2 separate regions of the Zea mays genome follow, and region 1 is linked to region 2. Evidence: chromatin contacts called from public Hi-C data. All regions are on one chromosome and are shown on one strand. The core of a region is the stretch at or near the end of the contact, and the rest is flanking DNA. Distances in the headings are between cores, read along the strand shown. Region 1 holds the start of LOC100272560 (transferase). Region 2 holds the start of LOC109621226 (Heat stress transcription factor A-6b).

What was found. Hi-C and Micro-C count contacts between places; a contact is called where the count stands out from the background.
Region 1: a Hi-C map of leaf shows a contact between it and region 2, with 2.9 times the contacts expected there. The contact joins the promoter of LOC100272560 here to the promoter of LOC109621226 in region 2. A contact is called at or near these places in 7 of 25 Hi-C or Micro-C datasets (bundle sheath, ear, leaf and 2 more).

Annotation. Positions count from the first base shown.
Region 1 is chr1:282,272,476-282,277,271 of Zm-B73-REFERENCE-NAM-5.0, forward strand. It overlaps LOC100272560 (transferase), which reads right to left and starts at 2,855. Exons shown (of 2, transcript NM_001147027.1): 1 at 2,293-2,855; 2 at 624-1,962. The coding sequence starts at 2,769. The coding sequence ends at 1,069.
Region 2 is chr1:282,110,696-282,115,033 of Zm-B73-REFERENCE-NAM-5.0, forward strand. LOC109621226 (Heat stress transcription factor A-6b) reads right to left here and starts at 1,714. Exons shown (of 3, transcript NM_001348435.1): 1 at 1,600-1,714; 2 at 786-1,462; 3 at 1-670. The coding sequence starts at 1,118.

The DNA.
Region 1 (4,796 bases), core at 1,605-4,104, 160 kb after region 2:
GATATTGCTGGGGAAACATCAGAGTCGACACCTTGTCCCAGCGGAGTCGCCAAAAAGTGTGTTGGCGCCGATCTAGGCGCTAATCACTACGAGGTGTACCGGCGACGGTGCTCTCTGCGGCGGCGTGGACGGTCCGTGGCCTGGGGTCGGGCGGTCCGTGACCTAGCGCAGAGGCAGGTCTTCCTTGCAGTGAAGTCGGATGGTCCGTGCCTGGTGGTCAGACGGCCCGCGCATGCGCAGGGCGGCTGCGTTCGCCAACACCACATGTATCTAACTCCTATGAGGGATCCGTCGGGGAGGAGAGATCCTATGTTTTGTCTTGGGATCGGTAGGCCATCCAAGACGCCTCCAGATGACGTAGAGTCGAAGAGAGGTGAAGATTGGAGGTGAAGAAGACTAATTACCCCTACTCCTAGGACAAAAAAGTAGAAGAATTGGAAATAGATTGATTGGATTCGATTATTGATGTCCGCAATCGGTCGTATCCCTTCATATATATAGAGAAGGTCTGAACTCATTTCTAGGTGTTTCCCAACACCAGCCACAAGTTTAGAGGAATAAACACGCAAAAAAAGATTAGTTACGCCTGATGTGATCTAATTGCGGACCCGGTCACACCCAGTGCCACAAATGCTGCTCAACACATACACGTGTACACACCTATATATCGTTACATATTTGCTATACAATGTTTAGATTCAATTAAAAATAAATTTTCTAAATTCGTAATATCTTTCGCTTGTAAACAATGGTGGATTGCGTGGAAAGAGTTAGCGTCTCACGCGCATAATCAGGATGCGTCGTGGGGACAAGATTTCCAAACAGATGAACCTACCCGTACTCTCCACATGGGCTGATTGGAGAGGTATGGTTGCGAACAGCAATGCGGCAATGCTTTCCTCCATCAAACATGGCGACTGATTACATCGAAATCAAACGAAGGGCCACAGCCCACAGAGTATACAAAAGTAAATTGCGTGGATCAGGATCAAGTTCCGCAGGGACCAGCATCAGCAGGCCAGCAGCACAACGATTCTTGTTGCTCCGTCGTGACTCGTGGCACTGGGCCTACTCCTCCTTTTCGGCCTTCGCCCCGAACACAACTTCGGCACCGTGCCGGAGCACCTCGGCGTCGCGGCAGACCCTGGCCGTCGCCCCCGCGGGCAGCGTCACCACCACGTCCCGCGCCTCGCCGCCCTCGGGCGCGGGCAGGACGAGCACCAGCCCCTCGCCGGTGGCCCCGCCCACGCGGCACGACACGCGCGCCGGAGAAGCCCCGGCCTCGAACTCCGCGCCGTACATGGGCACGTGGTCCAGCGCCGCGCACGTCAGCTCCGGCCCATACATCTGGAACGGCGCGTTTTCCTGCTGCTGCCGCGTGTGGAGCCACTCCAGGGCGCGCCACAGCTCCTCCTCCGGCACGCCGGCAACGTGGCGGTCCAGCGCCGCGGCCACGGCGGGCAGGCCGGACGCGAGGTCGGCGCGCGCGCGCGTGAAGTGGACGGAGCTGCCGTAGTACCCCCACGGCAGCGGCGCGTACATCCGCTTGCGGAAGTCCAGCGCCAGTGTGAGCTCTCGCTCCCCGTCGGCGGCGCCGGTGATCCGGAGCCAGAAGAGCGCGGCGAGCGCCGCGAACGGGGTGGTGCCCGGCTCCAGGGAGGAGAGCAGCGCGCGCACCGCGGAGGCCGGGAAGTGGAACGTGGCGGAAGACATGGCGGCGGCGGCATCTGTGCTGGTGGGGGAGGCGGCGCTGGCTTTCTCGGCGAGCAGAGGCGGTGCAGGGGGCGGCGAGGTCGGGGAGACCGCCAACGCCGGCGGGTGAAGGAAGGGCGGGTACGTGCTGGTGGTCCGGCGGTGGGCGGCTGCCCAGGCGTGGAAGAAGAGAGCGGCAGCGGTGGGGTCGTTGTGGATGTGGATGCAGCTCAGCCCCAGCGCGTACGACTTGTCGGTGAACTCTGTCAGCTGCATCCATACACATGGTCACCATGGAAAATTTTAATTAAGGTCCTGTCTGGTCCCATACTGCATCTGCATCTCTGCATATACTGCCACCACTTATCAGTGATGCAGCCATGTGACGCGGCAGTACAAGAGCACAAGACATTTAATTCTGAAGCTGTTCCTACCGAATTAGAATTAGTAAGTAAATGTCACCAAACTCTAGTGCTCAACTGCCGAGCAATCAAACTAATCCAGAGAGGCAGACAACAGGATGCTCCTGCCATGAATTAGCTCACCTAACTTCACCAAGCAGAGCTAAGCTGAGATTGAATGAGTCGGTCAAGGGTGTACCTGGACGTAGAACGGAGACCAGATGTAAGGCTCGGCCCCCATGGGCTCGTAATAGAGGAGGTCCATCTCCTCGTCGCCGGTCGCCGTGGCGAGCCACTCGTCGAGCGTGACGGCCGCCCTGGCATCCACCATGCGCACGCCGGCGTCGTTGCACTTCACGACCCAACCCCGGTGCGCAGGTTCGGCGTCCGCGCTGCCTTCGCCGCGCGTGAGCCGGCCGGTCATGGCCGGGTAGAGCGACAGCACCTCGGAGAGCGACTCCTTGAGCTGCTCCCTGTCCAGGCCCGGCGCGGCGCGGAGGTAGACCACCACGTGCACCGTGTGCCGCTCCATGGCGTTGTCCAGGGGCGACAGCGCGTGCGTCTTGCCCGGCCTCACGGGCGTCACCGACGCCGCCGTCGACTTGGCGAACCGAGTCACACGGCTGCCCGGCCCGGTCGCCAGACCCGCCGCTACCGTCATCGCCGCCGAAGGCATCACTGATCTGCGCGGGCTACAGAGCACACTGGAGAGGCAGCTCACGAGATCAGTCAGATCTTACTATTGCTCGAGGCCTCGAGCTCTTTGCCGGATGGATTGGGCTGGCCGGTTGGGGACGGGGGAGATTTAAGGCGAGAAGGTGGGTAGGGTTTAGCTGTTGGTAGTTGAGCGTATTAACGAACTTTTGAATTCGCTGGACACGTGGCGGCTCGTGTATGGACAGATACTAGTACAAGTGTCAGATTGGTTGGTGGGTGGTAGGGGCGTAGGGCGTCCGGAATTAGATCAAGTCATGTGTTTCGACACTTCGCCGGTAGTTTAGGTGGTGTTTGGTTCTATAGATTTTGGAAAAAGCTGTATACTCAATATAAATTCTATTGTCAATTTATGATGAGACTGAGTTTGTGACACAAAATCCAATACAAAATTTAAAAATTGTTTGTCTAATAATTAGATTCTAGAATGAGATTCTAAAAATGAGACCTGAAAAAAAAACACCACCCTAATTTACGGGACTTTTAAATTTATGCTACCAATTGAGCACCACTACTGAGTTTTATTCCTCTCTACTGATAAAAAACTTATAGTTCTTTACTATTAGAGTGGAATAAACTAAATAGTGATATTAAACTAGGAAAACATATTTAAAACGAGTTCTAGACCATATGTTACACGAAAAGGCACAAATTGCTACACATGTCACCTAAATAATCTAGAGCTCGAATCTTGGTCAAGATAAGGTCTGGTCTTTAACGGCCATTCCTAGGTTTTGGAACAACCATCCTAGGATGGTGGAGTGTATGGGCTTAGGGTGCTAGACCAGGCTAGGCTATTGCATGGCCCCGGACCACTACCGAGAACGTGTTCCTCTCTCTCTCTGGACCTAGCCTTTCGTGATCCGAGCCTCACTCGTTACGAGGGAGGATCCCTGTAAGGAAAATGGACCCCGGGCCTTTTGGCTAATTGAGTTTTGGTGTTTGATGAACAACACAATCCGTGAACTAATAAGTTTTCTAGTGTTTATGTTTGTAGTTCACAGGATGCGAAGAGAATTGGACCAAGGCAATGAGGATGCAACACCTCAAAAGAAGACATAAAAAGATGCATAGGAGTCCAATACTCAAGAACAAAGAAGCCCGAAGAAATCAGCGAAGAAATCCAAGACTAAGGGCTGTCAGCCAGCGCCAGGTGGCGCACCGGACATCGGTGTCCGGTGTGCACCGGACTGTCCGGTGAGGCACCGGACAGTCTGCGCAGAGAGGCCGCAGACATGCGCTCTCTGGCTGTAGCACCGGACTGTCCGGTGTGCACCGGTCTGTCCGGTGTGCCAACGGGCAGAAAGGCAACGGTCGGATCCAACGGTCGACTGCTACAGGCGCCAACGGTCGGCTGACGTGGCGTGCACCGGACATCTACTGTTCAGTGTCCGGTGGTGCACCGGACTGTCCGGTGCACCCGACGACAGAAAGCTGCTGCTTTCTGTCCAACGGCTAGTTGAGGGTGTGGAGGCTATAAATACCACCCCAACCGGCCATTCTCTAGTGTGAGAGCCCAAGCAACATTCCAATACACATAGTGCATATCTCCAAGTGCTCAAACACCCAAGTGCTTAATAGAATCACTCGGTGATTAGCGTAGGTGCTTTGCGAAGTGCTTAGGTTAGTTAGACCGCTTTAGCGCTTGCTCTAGGTGAATCCTAGTTAGTTGAGTGAGTTTAGATGAACCTCACAAACCCTCGGCTCTTGCGCGAGCCGTTGTAATTGTACCGAGTGGGGCGAGAGTCTTGCGAGACCGTGACAACCGCGTTTGTGTCACGGCCGCCACCGTGTACCGGAGGGAACGAGGCCCGCGGCGTTTCGGCCGGAAGCTCGATAGTGGAGACGGCGGGGAGCGTCCGAGAGGAGCCGGAAGCGGAGCACCACTTGCGCGTGGAGAAGGCCCGCGGCTCTCTACGGAGTTACTCGACCGTGGTGCTTGGCCCTCGCGTGGGCTTCCCTTTGCGTAGGGGCACCAACGAGGATTAG
Region 2 (4,338 bases), core at 464-2,963:
CATCGCATCTGCCCTCCCTGTGCTTCTCCTCCAGGCCGAGGTTGAGCAACTTCGCCCAGAAGCTCTCCGTGTCCTCGCCGCCGCCGCCGCCGCCCCTTCTCTCCCACCGTCTCTCGTCGTCGTCCGCCTCCGCCACGCCGTTGACGCCGACCGGAAGTCCGGAAATGTAGTCGCTCACCGCCGACTCCGTGGCAGTGCCGCTTCTCTCGCCGTCGCGCGGGAGGTACTCGATGGGGCGGCGGCGCTTTCTGGAGAGCGCGTCCTCGAGCTCCCTGCGGCAGCCGCCAAGGCCCTCCCGGTCGACCAGCATCCGGATGAAGCTCGGGTTCTTCATGGCACGCGCGAGGAACACCGTCATCTGCTGCTGCTTCTGCTCCGCCGTGGTGATGCGCTTCTCCATGGCCTGCATCTGCGCGCGCGTCGCCTGCTGCTCCTGCCGCAGCTTCACCACCTCCGCGAGCAGGATCCCCCTGTCGCGCTGCAGCCGGTGCACCTCGCCGTCGAGCCCGAACTGCCCCACCTCCAGGCAGGCCGACGGCGCCTGCCCCTGCTGCGCCGACGGGCTCGACGGCGGGCGCCGGCGCTTGATCGTCCTGAGGAGCTCCCTCTGGCCACGCTGGAACCCCTCGTTCGCGAACTCCCACCTGTCCGGGTCAACCTTCCTGAACCCCTGCAACGAACGAGTCCTGCGTCACATGCCGGCGATCGACCGCCATCCACGGCTCAACAACTCAAGCATGAACAACGGAATTGAAAGCCAAGAACAGGGAGTGAACTTGACTCACGTAGGTGTTGAGCTGGCGGACGAAGCTGGAGAAGTTGCTGTGCTTGAAGTAGCGTGGGAGGATCACCAAGGCGAAGGCGTTGGCGTCCCAGACGACGAAGCTGGTTCCGGCGAACCCCCAAGAGACGATGGTGTCGGTGTTGGGGTCGTCCACGACGTCGTATGTCTTGGTCAGGAACGGAGTGGGTCCCACCTCGCCGAGTCCTTCCATCGGCCGGGGCATCTCCGGCAAGGCGACGGCCCACGAGGCCGCCGCCGCCGCCGCCGCAGACGCGCAGGTGAAGTCGAAGTCCAAGTCGAACTCCTCCTTCACAATGCCGTGGAAGGGATCCATGGCCGCAGCGCCAGCAACCCAACAAACAGACAAACGCGATCCAGCAATGGCAGAAGAACAGAGGCACGCTTGACGGAGCAGGGGGGTGGTGAAGGGAAGTCGAAAGGAATCAATCAATCAATCAATCCAAACGAACGAACGAACGAATCAAGAGCAGGTCCAAAAGAACGCGACCTTTGGCTGAAAAAAAAATGACAGCTGAACTAGCTCAGTCTGAAAATGGACTTTGTGAATGCCACAAGAGCACAAGAATTCAGTTGAGTAGAGATGGCTAGATGCAAATGTTCGCGAAAACCTGTCTCTCGACTTTAGCGGGCCCGATTAGAGAACCTCAACTGAAGGTTCTGCAAATTGGAAAGAAAAGGAAAGAAATGAGTACTGAAACTGCCCCGGCGAGAAGCAGAACTTGGCACAGAGCAGAGGAGGGGCAGACGAGGGGAGGAAGAAGAAAGCGAGTGAGAGCAACACTGCATGAACGTACAGAGCGTGAAGGACCAGAGCAGAGAGCGAGCGAGCGGGAAGTACAGTACCCCACTTCCGAGCGAGTCGCAGCTTTCCCTTTGTACTTGAGGCGGGTATACGGCGATACCGCGTCGTCGGGACCTTTACCAGTAGGCAAGTACACGCGGGCCGCCACGACGACGACTTTATACGGCCCGGCGCGAGGCCCCCACGGTACGTCGGGCACCCGGCGTCGGCGCCGAACATTCCAGACGGTTCTGGAATGGAAGGGATGGCCGCGACGCCTTCGTTTGGGGGCGTTGTTTAATCCGGGAGCGGGTAAGGTGACGTGGCGGCGAACGTTCGCGAAGGCGCGGGCGAGAGTTCTGGAAGCGTCCGCCCATCCCCCGTTCAGCTTCCCGAGCGTATTTTATTGCCGGTGCTCTCCCGCTTTTGGCCAACCCGCGGGCGACGGGTGGGGACCAGCTGGATCGCGGGAGCCGGGAGACGCTGCGCCGTCGTGCGAGCGTGCGCTCGGATTGGACCTGGACGAGAGGTGGCCGGATGTCATGTGATGTGACGCCGCAGGCGCAAGGCAAGTGGGGGTTGGTCTGCTGGACATGTCTTCTGAAACGAAAATGATACTCGTACTGGATCATCACGATTACGAGTGTGTGTTTGTTTCTAAGTTCTAATCTTTAGTCTCTAATTTAGTCTCTAAATTACTAAACACGTAGATTAAGGAAGTGTTTTGTTTCTAAAGACTAAAAATTAGACCCTGCATTTTATTTTATTTTAGTCACTAAATTGTTAAATATGAAAACTAAAATAGAGTTTTATTTTTAAATTTGACAATTTAGAAACTAAAATGTGAATAAAATAGATGGACTAAAAATTAGTCCCTAGAAATCAAACACCCCTAAAAGAGAGATTTAGTCCATAGAGGAATTAAAATTTAGTCCCTAAAAACTAAATACCCCTTACGTCACATTGAATGTTTAAATGTGACACTAAACTTTAGTCCATTCCTTTTAGTCTCTTTTAAAGACTAAACTCCTAAACAAAGAGACAAAATGAAGGAGTAAACTCTTTTAGTCTCTATTTCCTTAAGTGTGACTAAAGGGGAATAAAGCCTATTCTCGATAGTCCAGACCCCTTATTAATTGTATATACCTCTCATTAATTGCTTGCAGCAAGGGATATTTTGGTCTTTATTCATATGTATTAATGGTCTTTAGTCCCCTTTAGTTAAACAATATGGGGATTTGTCGTGGTTTCGAAAACCAAGGTGCAGTAAGATTTGTGTTCGGTGGGGAAATTAGTGCGGACTCACTTCGAATGGTGAGCCTCTGGAACTCGAGCGATGGATTAGGCTTGCGCCCTAGTCCAGTGTAGTGTTGATTGTAGTATTGCTCCAGAACGTGTTACAACTGGTGTGCTTGTGTGTTCAGAAAAGAGGGGGGTCCTTCCCTTTTATAGTTTAAGGGCTGGACTTTACAATGGGGACATGTATTCTACTCGAGGGGGCTCGGCCAGAGGCCCTTGGGTAGCGTAGGTCCTCTGATGATGTCTGTAAGGTCATGCGTAGCCGTACTCTTATCATGGCGTATTGTCCCGTCCACTCATCGTACGGGCCCTTTAGCTGGTCTTCTGCTGACATCCTCATGGTAATGTGCGGGGGGTCCCGCAGGTCAGTCGTATGGAGCAGCCATGCGTCAAGCGGTCTTGTCTATCGTCACGAGCCTGCGTCACTAGTCGGTGTGCGTAGGTGTACACCCGATATTGGTGTATCTGCTGCGCACTACCCGGTATTCAGGTCAATGTAGAAGCTCCGATGCTGAGGTACTTTATGAATAGGGCCATCCGGTCCCTTGAGGCTATGGGAGTGCGTCTGGGGACATACTTGGGGAGGTGCAGTCATGTCGATAGCGGCCACTCGGCGTGCCCTCGACCTACCATTCAGGTGACTGGCCATATCCTAGGGACTTCGCAACATTTGACTTGGGTTTCCGTCTTGCTTCTCTTTCTTGGTTGGGACTTGGGTGGTCATTTTGCCTCACGAACTTTCTCGACAGGGACCCGGTCGGTCGCTCCGCCTCGCGGACTTGCTCGATAGGGACCTGGTTGGTTTCTCTACCTCGCGGACTTGCTCGGCAAGGACGTGGTCGGTGGCTCCGTCTCGCAGACTTGCTCGGTAGGGATTCAGTCGGGTGCTCTGCCTCGCCAACTTGCTCGACAGGAACCTGGTTGGTTGCTCCGCCTCACGTATTTGCTCGGTAGGGACCTAGTCGATTGCTCCACCTCATGGACTTCCTAGGCAGGGACCTGGTAGGCCGCTCCGCCTCGCGGACTTGCTCGGTAGGGAGACTTCGGTCGACAAGAAGGTTTACATGCCTTATTTTGGGTACCCCGTTCCTAGGTACCCGATAGCAGCCTCGAGCCCCTGAGCAATTCATGTGAATTGCTTATGGGTTTATTGCGCAGTTTAGGGATGAACCCTTCCTACGATGGTCGTCATGCACTGACTATGGGTCCACTTTTGCTCAGCTATTACCGACGATTGAAATATTGGGTGCACGCGAGCACATATGCTAGATTTGCCCCTGAGTCCCCGAGCAATTCATGTGAATTGCTTGGGGTTTATTGTGTAGTTCAGGGACGGACCCTGCCTGTGGTGGTTGTCATGCAGTGAGCGTGGATCCATGGTGCGTTAGAAACGGGCTCAATCCTTGGGCGATGACCTTTTGGGTCGATCGTTCCATGAGTATTCATCCTAGAT